3 separate regions of the Hordeum vulgare genome follow, and regions 2 and 3 are each linked to region 1. The links are chromatin contacts, called in public Hi-C maps. All regions are on one chromosome and are shown on one strand. The core of a region is the stretch at or near the end of the contact, and the rest is flanking DNA. Distances in the headings are between cores, read along the strand shown.

Evidence for each region. A called contact is a pair of places that touch in the nucleus more often than the background predicts.
Region 2: a Hi-C map of leaf shows a contact between it and region 1, with 7 times the contacts expected there. The contact joins the promoter of LOC123402394 here to the promoter of LOC123401578 in region 1. A contact is called at or near these places in 2 of 6 Hi-C or Micro-C datasets (leaf and seedling).
Region 3: a contact with region 1 is called in a Hi-C map of leaf, with 7 times the contacts expected there. The contact joins the promoter of LOC123405217 here to the promoter of LOC123401578 in region 1. A contact is called at or near these places in 4 of 6 Hi-C or Micro-C datasets (leaf and seedling).

The regions. Positions count from the first base shown.
Region 1 is chr6H:131,867,569-131,870,749 of MorexV3_pseudomolecules_assembly, forward strand. LOC123401578 (cytochrome P450 97B2, chloroplastic) reads left to right here and starts at 1,442. Exons shown (of 14, transcript XM_045095405.1): 1 at 1,442-1,846; 2 at 2,260-2,443. The coding sequence starts at 1,719.
Region 2 is chr6H:131,329,254-131,332,434 of MorexV3_pseudomolecules_assembly, forward strand. LOC123402394 (probable LRR receptor-like serine/threonine-protein kinase At5g45780) reads left to right here and starts at 1,733. Exons shown (of 11, transcript XM_045096308.1): 1 at 1,733-1,977; 2 at 2,113-2,245; 3 at 2,370-2,441. The coding sequence starts at 1,851.
Region 3 is chr6H:132,388,276-132,391,456 of MorexV3_pseudomolecules_assembly, forward strand. It overlaps LOC123405217 (urease accessory protein D), which reads left to right and starts at 1,446. Exons shown (of 8, transcript XM_045098993.1): 1 at 1,446-1,685; 2 at 1,771-1,836; 3 at 1,950-2,024; 4 at 2,773-2,817; 5 at 2,918-3,151. The coding sequence starts at 1,446.

The DNA.
Region 1 (3,181 bases), core at 192-2,691:
ACGATGACACTCAGTGCCCCTGCGGCGGCGGAGCGCGGGTAGGTGGCGGCTTGGAGTGCCTCGTGGTGGAGGGGTGTGCCTCCACCGCTACCGATCTGGATCGGGATCTGGCAACCGATCTGGATCAAGGGAGCTGCACACGACGCGGGCAACAGTCAGGTCGGCGCCCCTGCTGTGCGGCGGCTGGAGTCTCCATGCCCGGCGGTGTGGCGACTGCATGCACATGGATGGCTTCATTAGCCGTGGATCCGGCGTCCTGTCCAGATCCGTCTCGGCTTGGCCTTGGCCGACCGGTGGCGCGAGGAGGACCAGTGAGGGGCGGTTGGAGGCTCCCTGCGAGCATGCCGACAGCGGCACTCGACTCCGCGGTGAGGCTCCGTTCGGTTCCACCCAACTGCGAGTTCGGGGTGACATGACTTCCGATGAAAATCGCGCCGACTTCGGTCATGGCGGACAATGGTGCCTCTAGGACGTCGTTGTCTTGTCGAGGCGTCGTTGTTGCAAGTCGTGGTACCACACTCGGATGATCCTCCGGGGGAAACCCTAGATCTGGATTTACCAGATCAGACGATTGTGGAACCTTCAATGCCGTTGACCCTCCTCGGGCATCGTTTTGGAGCAAATGCTAGTTGGACGGGACAAGCAAAGGAGCGGTGTCGCATTCACCGCGAGGCCGACAACGGATCCCGGTGGCATGGCGCTGCGGAGGTTCGGTGACGGGCGCGTGTGGACGGATATGTGTAGGATGGTGGAGTTGTTCGGCGTCATGGTGACGTCGATGATGGGCCAGGCAAGGTCGATGCGTGAGTTCCTGTTGTGGGGATGGACCGGCGGAAGATGGAGGTGGCAGCCTCTGAGAGTGCGCCAGACTGGATGGACCGAGTCCCAGTGTGTGGTTGGGCTCGGGCATCCGGATGTCAGGTTTTGGTGCGATATCCGTTTGGTATTTAGCCCGGATATTCGGCACGCCTTCATCAGGGAAATAGGAGTAGCAACAAGTGTTGTCTAGATGGTAACTTCATGCTGACTGATGTATTACTTTGTATGGTCTTTGTGAATGATGATTAATAAAATAACTGCATGCACCGTCCAGATGCAGAGGTCGGGGTTTATTTTTTTCTAAAAAATAAAAAAAAGTGACACATGCTATTATTGATAATTGAAATCATCTACAGCATGTGAATACATTTGAAGTCAGCGTCGTTCGCACGTGGATGAATGATAACGATGACACCGATGAATGGCAACCTCAATGGTGGTTTTTCTTCTCGACAACATGTGTGGGTAGCTCACGTGGACATGTGTGACCTGATTTTGCGGGTTTGTGACGGTTTTCATATGAATAGCTTCTGTTTCGAGAAAAAAAAAATGTTTCCGCGAGGAGGAATTCCTTGTGGGCTGTGGCTGTAGTGGAGCACCCACACTGACTGATCCGTGCGGTGTCGTGCCACCTCTGGCGCTGCAATCCAATAAACGCCGGCCATACCATGTTCCGTGGTCGGCGGGCAACCGGCGCTCCTCCGACCGACCGGACGCCACCGTCCTCCGATCCGACGGACGCCGCGTGATCTCTAACCAGCGCCGCGGACGCCGATCTCACATGGCGCGCACACACCAGTAGTCTAGCTACGCTACCGGACGAGGCACCTTATCTATCGTCTGACTCCACTACCGGGTTCTACGCTAGCGCCCGTAGAACCTTTTCCCACTCCAGCGCCATGGCCATGAGCGCGGCCGCCACCGCCGCCACGCTCCTCCCGAGGTCCAGCACCGGCACGCACCGCGTCGCCTCCTCCTACCCCTCCTCGTCGGCAGCTCACGGGAGGAGCCGCCTCCTCCCCGTCAGGTACGGAAGCCATCCCCAGCCTCACGCTCCGCAGCTCTCCACTTAGTCGGTCGTGTGTCCTGCCCACCAGGCGTTCGATCGATTGCCCCTGCACCGTGTGCCCTGTCAAGCCCCGTCAAATTATAGCTACTTGTTTGAAGTGACTGCCAATTTAACTTTGTGGCTGCCCACGATGAGTAGGCAGCTTAACTCTACTCATTCATCCTTCTTTACTTAGTACAGTGCATTAATTGATAATGCTTGGTGGTCTATCAGCTCTCTGTTGGTCGACCCATTAATTGATGATAAGATAATACTAGTGATGGTGGTTTCCTTTGTGTGAAACGTAATAGTGCCAGCGCCTGTCAAATTACCGGGTTTGGTTTTTGCAGAGTACAATCTGTGCCTAGCCCTTACTGTTGGTGTTTATACAGATGTCAATCGCCCGGTGTCGACAAAACCACCAAGCCTAAGAGGAACTTGTTCGACAATGCCAGCAACCTTCTCACCAATTTGCTCGCTGGCGGCAACCTCAAGAATATGCCGGTTGCCGAAGGTGCTGTCACTGATCTGTTCGACCGGCCCCTTTTCTATTCGCTCTATGATTGGTTCCTCGAGGTGCTTATCCCGATCTGTCTCGTGTTGCTTACTGTTTTTATTGCAGTGCTTGGTTCTGCTTACTGGAAGCATGTATTAGTTGTACTCTGCGATAGTAGATACATGTGACATGTGTACATGATATTTGAGTGAATACTTACATGATATAATTCCACGAATTTGCTACTCTTGACCAGATGATCACCTGCATGATAAGGTATTAAGGTTGCCATTTTCTAACTTCATGTCAAACCATATTTATTTGAATCATGTTCAAGTCTCCTTATATGCAATGTACATCGCTAATCATACCCTCAGAAAACCTTCTATTCGTTGACGTCTCAACTTCAGCTTGAAAAATCACCTAACATCATTTAAGAGGGCCTTCATCAACATTAAAACGAACTTCTTGATTTGGTATATTTGTATGCACCATGCAAGTCATATGACATGTGGCCTCTCACAGCCCTGTACAGAAATGCTGCACTTGCATATAAATGTGAAAAATCATGCCTTTATGAGCTGCATGCCGACATAAAAAGAAAAGCGGCAGTAGCAGGAGCCGAAGTTAAAGAAAGCGCTATACATTAATTGTGTGTTTTGCCAGTGCCTTGTGTTATTCTGACCAAACTGCACACTTAAGTGCAATTATGCGCACATTAAGCGCTAGACATTTTGCTATCGCCTAGAGCCTAGGCGCTCCTTTTTGAACTATGGCAGGAGCATAACAAGGTGAATACTAATAGTTTATGTGTGGTC
Region 2 (3,181 bases), core at 483-2,982, 540 kb before region 1:
GAATCGAACCATGCATCGGTATTATTTAGTGTTGCACAGCCGCCGGATCAAGTATCGTCTGCAAATTAACCATGCATCAGTATTGCACTAAGTGTCGGTCATAGAGTAGTTTCGTTTTGAGGTGAACAAGTTATGGTGCCCTGCAATTAACTATGTGACTTAATTTTCTGCGCATTGAAACTGAACTTGATATGATGTTACAGATCCTACACTTCATGTGTACCGGTGCTTGCCTAGCAAAACACTTGTAGATGGTTTGGACGATGTGCAAACTCCAGAAGCATGTGCTGCAATGGTTTGTGCAATAATTGAGATGCGGGCCCTTTTCGATGTGGCAGCCGACATGTCACAGGCGGAGCTGTTTTATAGTCAACTGTTACAACAATCGAGTTCGTGTATGAGTTTTATGGGATTTTCAAATTTGTGTATGAATTAGTTAATTTCAAGCAAGTTGTTTTATCGCGGGTGTAATTAAGGTAGTATAAGAGCAGGTATAATAAAATACAGTTAGATGAGAGAGAAGAGGAGAGAGAAGACTGTAAGGATTAAAACATTATATTTTTGTTGAGTTGGATGAGAGAGAAGAGGAGAGAGAAGGGAAGCGAACTACAGATTAACAGTCGGCTGTAGCAGAGGCTCCAAGAAACATTGTGAGGATGTAAGGTGGGTCATGTATTTATAAAGTAGTACTCCCTCCGTTTCTAAATATAGGTCTTTTTAGAGATTTCACTAGGAGACTATATATAGAGCAAAATGAGTGAATATACACTCTAAAGTATGTCTATATACATCCGTATGTAGTCTTTTAGTGAACCTCTAAAAAGACTTATATTTAGGAACGAAGGGAGTACTTCTTAACAATTTGTTACTATACGTGTTAACTATTAGATCGATTATACTCTCTCCATGACAGTATATTGGACGTATCTCACAGGGCTCTGGGACCAAGATGTTTTTCTATTGGTAGGAAAAACCGAGCCGACGAGCTGTAGAAACGCCTAATTAATCGTAAAACTGACGCATTAGCAACCTCCGTCCACTAAACGAACGACTTCCTCGCATGCATTGGTGAAGACGGTTTCCAAAACATCCTAATTAATAGGCTAATTAATGTCATGCGCCTTATTTTCTTCTAATTATGAAAAATTATCGTTTTTGGGATATGTCCAATATACCATGATGAAGGGAGTATATGACATGGCAACTCCTTAGGCTGGCCATAGTGGAGGTATCATAGCTAGTAACATAGTCTTGGAACTAGTAAACATGGTGATGTGGCAAGTAATTAAAGAAGAGAGAGAGGGTTATAGTAACATAGGTAGATACCGTACCATGTTAAATGCTATGCTACTATGTGTCATGCATGTCAATAAATGAGATCATCTATGATACTAATTTATGATACTATGCACTATGAAGGTACTATCATACAATAGTAACATATGCATGATACTACCATATGTTACTCCCCACTATGAACAGCCTTATAGCCGACCGTTGGCTATACTATTAACCATACTCTAAGAGGTCATATACCTTAAATTAAATTACATGGCTCCTGTAAGAAAAACCAACCAAACAGAACGGAAACAAAACACTGGGCACAAATTCCGGAGCCTCGAGAGCCACCCGTCTGGTCCTCCACTCCATTCCACGGGCTCAGCAATTAAGGCCCAGTTAGCCTCTCCCTTTCTTAATTTAAGATTCCCATTTTTCAGACCAACTCGCATTAATTAAGATTTAAGGCGAGCCTAATTCTACTCCTCAGCGCACGCACTGCGCTCGATAACAGCAGCACCCATGGCCACGGAGCCCGTGCAGAGACGCTCTCAGTCACGCCCCCACTTTCCATGGCGAGACTAACCTTCGCCGCCGGAGCTGGCGCCGTGGTGGTGGTGGCTACCGCGTGGCTCCTCGCCGCTTGTAGTGTAGCGGCCGGGGACCCGCCGCTCTCACCCAAAGGTCTCAACTATGAAGGTATGTGCGCCGCTTGCGGCTGGCGTTGGGCGGGGGTGGCTGGGCTAGGGACGAGGCTAGGGTTTGGGGATTTGGTACTACGTGGAGGATGTTCTCGTGTTAATTGCGCTCGGTGCGCTTTGCGCGGTGTTTCAGTGGCGGCGCTGATGGCGGTGAAGAGCCGGATGCGGGACGAGAAGGGGGTGATGGCCGGGTGGGACATCAACTCCGTTGACCCCTGCACCTGGTCAATGGTCGCCTGCTCCCCCGACGGATTCGTCGTCTCGCTGTGAGATCTCGCTCCCTGATTTGTTGTCTTGCTGTTGGACTGCGCCTGCGCGGATGCTCCTTCTGCCCGTTGTTGTTTTGCTGTTGGTGATGCCGTGCTGTTTTGTTTGGATGTTGGAGTGCAGGCAGATGGCTAACAACGGATTGTCAGGGGCTCTGTCGCCGAGTATCGGGAACCTCAGTTACCTGCAGACAATGTAAGGCCTTGGAAACGAACTCACCTATCCAATCACAGTTCCTGTTTCCTTAGTTCCTTTGACACGGTGTGTCTTGCAACACCGTTCAAGTTTGAAGCTTCCGAGCTTAATCGCTTCAAAATGAGGAGGTTCGTACTTGTGTGTCTAGCCGTTGGAAAATATGAAGCACAACTGCTGTTTAGGTTCAAACAATATTACTGTTTAGGCTATTCCGTCGGTGACTCATTAGTATCAGGATAGTTAGCGAGCTGAAGGTGGGGAACTATACAATATAAGTCTTGCCTTAATAGTTGAATTTATGAAAATCCCAAGCAGGGTCCGTGTGTGCAAACTCTCAAGGCCAGGACAAGAACTGGTGAATAGAATAATGCTGAGAGATCACAGGCGGTACAAGCCCCCCTGAACAAAATTTGTTTTCTTTTTTGGCAAGAATGAATGCTATTGGGCGTACCCTATTCTTTCAGAACTCAACACGGCCAAATCAAGCTTACTTTGTATGATTGACAGCGCAGTCCAGCTAGACTTTCTACTCCTTATTGTACCCATCATACTGTGTCCACCCTACTTAGAACACGTATGTATGCATAATATTTGTTATTACTTGTGCTCCCTCAGTCATGGGATTGTATTCTTTGTACTGTTTGTAGATCTTGTTCCATTGACTCCCATCTGTCCTAACGAAAACGAAATTTACTACCAATGCTTTGTTGCTCAACTTTTTTCTCTGTTGCCCCCCTTCA
Region 3 (3,181 bases), core at 196-2,695, 520 kb after region 1:
GTAACCTGGTCTCGCCTCTAGCATGGTGCTACTGGGTCGGCCCAATAATAAAGCTCTCATGCATTTTATTCTTCTTCTCTCTGATTTTTTCTATGGGCCATGCTATGCATCGGCTGGCGGACTGTTTTAAAAAATCCGCCGGCTCGGAGGCCATTAGATCCAACTACGTACAGTATCTAGCACGGTCCTTATTCTTGCGAAAAGGGTTGTTGGAAAATACTTTGCAACAAAGCATATGCTGCAAAAACCTTTTTGCGAAATAGGTAATATTACAGATTTTTTTCTTTATTATTTTTGTAACATGGGTGTTATTGCAAAAAAACAATGCAACATAGATGATGTTACAGAAAATATTTACATTTTTCCGTCTTTATTGTTTTTGCAACATGAATGTTGTTGCATGAAGCAATTTGCAACACGCATGATGTTGCACAAAGAGACAGGTAAAGCGCACACTCGTCATACAAAGCAGACGACGGATCACTCGCGTGCGATCCGTGGGCTGAAGGCAAGTGTTTTCCTTTCTTTATTGGGGTTTCACTGTTTAAAAATTGTTTCATTTGGGTTTTCTTCTGTTTTCTCTATATTTCTTTTGGCTTTTAGTTTCTTTGGTTTCCCTTGTTTCTTTCTTATTTTTTGAATGGCATTCTTTGGGTTTTTATTTTTATTTAATACATGTCTACTTTTTAATACACATTATACCTTTATAATATACATAATGAACATTTTTATACACGTTTAATAGTTTTAAAATACATGGATCATATTTTTTAAATATTTATTTATGTCTATTTTTTCACTAAACATTGTCTGTTTTTCTTACACATTTGAAATATTATTCATATAGATGTTTAAATTTTTTAAAATACACGGTTAACCTTTTTCAAATCAGGTTTTCAACATCTTTTCAAATATGTGTCAAACATTTTTCCAATGCACGTTGAAACATTTTTCTCCATGATACAAAACACTTATTTTAAACTAGGCAAAGTTTTTGTGTACATTGTATAAACTGATTTTAAATGTTGCGGATATAAATGTGTGATATGTTTTTTAATATTAACCTACATTTTTATAATGGTACGATTTGTTCTTGAATTACCCTATTTTTTTACAGCGTATATCATTTTCTAAATATGCCATATTCATTATTTTTGAAATGCGTTGACATTTTCTAAATATCACAACATTTTTTATAATTCTATCAACATTTTTCTAAAATTATGCTAATAATTTTATTACACCACATTATCACTTTTTAAATTATGGTTTTACATATTTTTGAGTAAGTTTAAGGTTTTGAAATACATATACTCATAATGTTTAAAAAATATGGAAATTTGAATGAATGAAAAAACAGAGAAAAAATTATCCTGAAGGAAGCAATTTCGGCCGGTCCACTAGTAGCGAGGCCTGAGGAAACAACAGAGAAAAAATGCGAGTTTATGTGTTGCTACAAAGCCGCTGCCTCAACGGCCCAAACTTCGATTTTTTGGGTTGGCTCGTCTGACAGGGCCTCCGCCTGGGGAATGGAATTGGATGCGGTCGCCGACGGAAGGCCGGCGACGGCGTCCGAGGCGACGCCGACGCCGACGGGCGTGGTGCGGGTGGAGAAGGTGAGGGGAAGGTCGGCGGTCACCAGGTGCTTCGCCAAGTATCCGCTCAAGATCATCGTCCCCTCCAAGGTACCTACCTACCTCTGCCGCTCCCTCGCTCATAGAGGAGGTAGATTGGCTCGCTCGACGCTCAACTGACCTCGCCATGTGGCAGGTGGGCCCCGCCTCCTCTGGCGCCGTCTGGCTCTACATCCTCACCTACGGCGGCGGCATCGTCTCCGTGAGCCTTCTCTCCGATTCCGTTATCCTCTTCTCGGTAGACCAATTGGCACCTGCAGACAGGAAGGAAGCCACGTGCGGGCTCTTCCCTGAGAGTGCGTTCTGTTCATGCAGGGGGATAAGATCTCCTGCGCGGTGACAGTCGGTGACGGGTGCACAGCGGCGATGACGACTCAGGCCTCGACCAAGGTGATTTGTCAACTGAACTGAAGACTCGGTAGATTTGTCAGTGCAGTAGGCGATGACCAGCAATGCACTTCTTTGGCCCTGTTTGGAACCACCTAGATTATATAATTCATTTTTTATAATCTATTCTGTCTCCAAACAGGACAGCTTATGGTGTAGATTATAAAAACTAAATGGATAGATTATTAAAAACTCAGCTAAAATCAGATTATGGATTGTTAATGACCCATTATCCTTGTAAAGTTGGAGATAATTACATTCCTACCACCGCCACCCTCCTCTTTAAAAAAAACAGAGAACAGACATGTCATATTCAATGTAAAACTTGGATTACAGTTTATATAATCTGACCTCCAAACATGTCCACCTAGATTATTTTTATAAACCAGATTATATAATCTATCTTCATAATCCAGATTATCATAATCTATTATGGTTCCAAACAGGGCCTTAATATGCACTCCGTACAATTGTTCCACGCAAAAAGTATGTATAACTTCGTGAGGTTAAGTTATTTATCAATGTAGGATACTGGTTACTGATTTTTAGTGGTATAAACTGGTCACTGTTTGCTAAACATATTATCAAAAAAAATCTTGGTATGGTTAGTAGTTTGCGAAATCCTTCTGCTGAACAACTGACATACCTCTTTGGTCAATGTATAAATATGTGCAGTTGCCAATTTTAGACTTTAAAAGCCAATTCTCCAGCAAGTCACTGTTTGACTCCTAATCGTCAAGTATATGTGTAGGTTTACAAGGCTGTAGGTTCAAAATGTTCTGAGCAGGTACTAGAGGTAATGTTTCTTTAAAGGAAATTGATACATCTTGCCCCTCGATTCTAAGGTGGCTGCTTCAATGATCACAAATGTAACAATAATTTGTTACATGCAGTAGGCAACAGTTGGAAAAGATGCACTGCTTGCAGTTATTCCAGATCCTGTAACCTGCTTCTCAACCGCTAGATACTACCAGAAGCAAGTGTTTCACGTATCTGGGGATTCAAACTTGGTCATTGTGGATTGGTTTACAAGTGGCCGGTATGAGAGTGGAGAAAAATGGGACTTCAACTCCTACAAGAGTGTTAACCACATTCTTTTGGAAGAGTATCAGCCTCTGTTTATTGACTCGGTGTGAGCTTGTGCCTTTCTCCTAGCACGT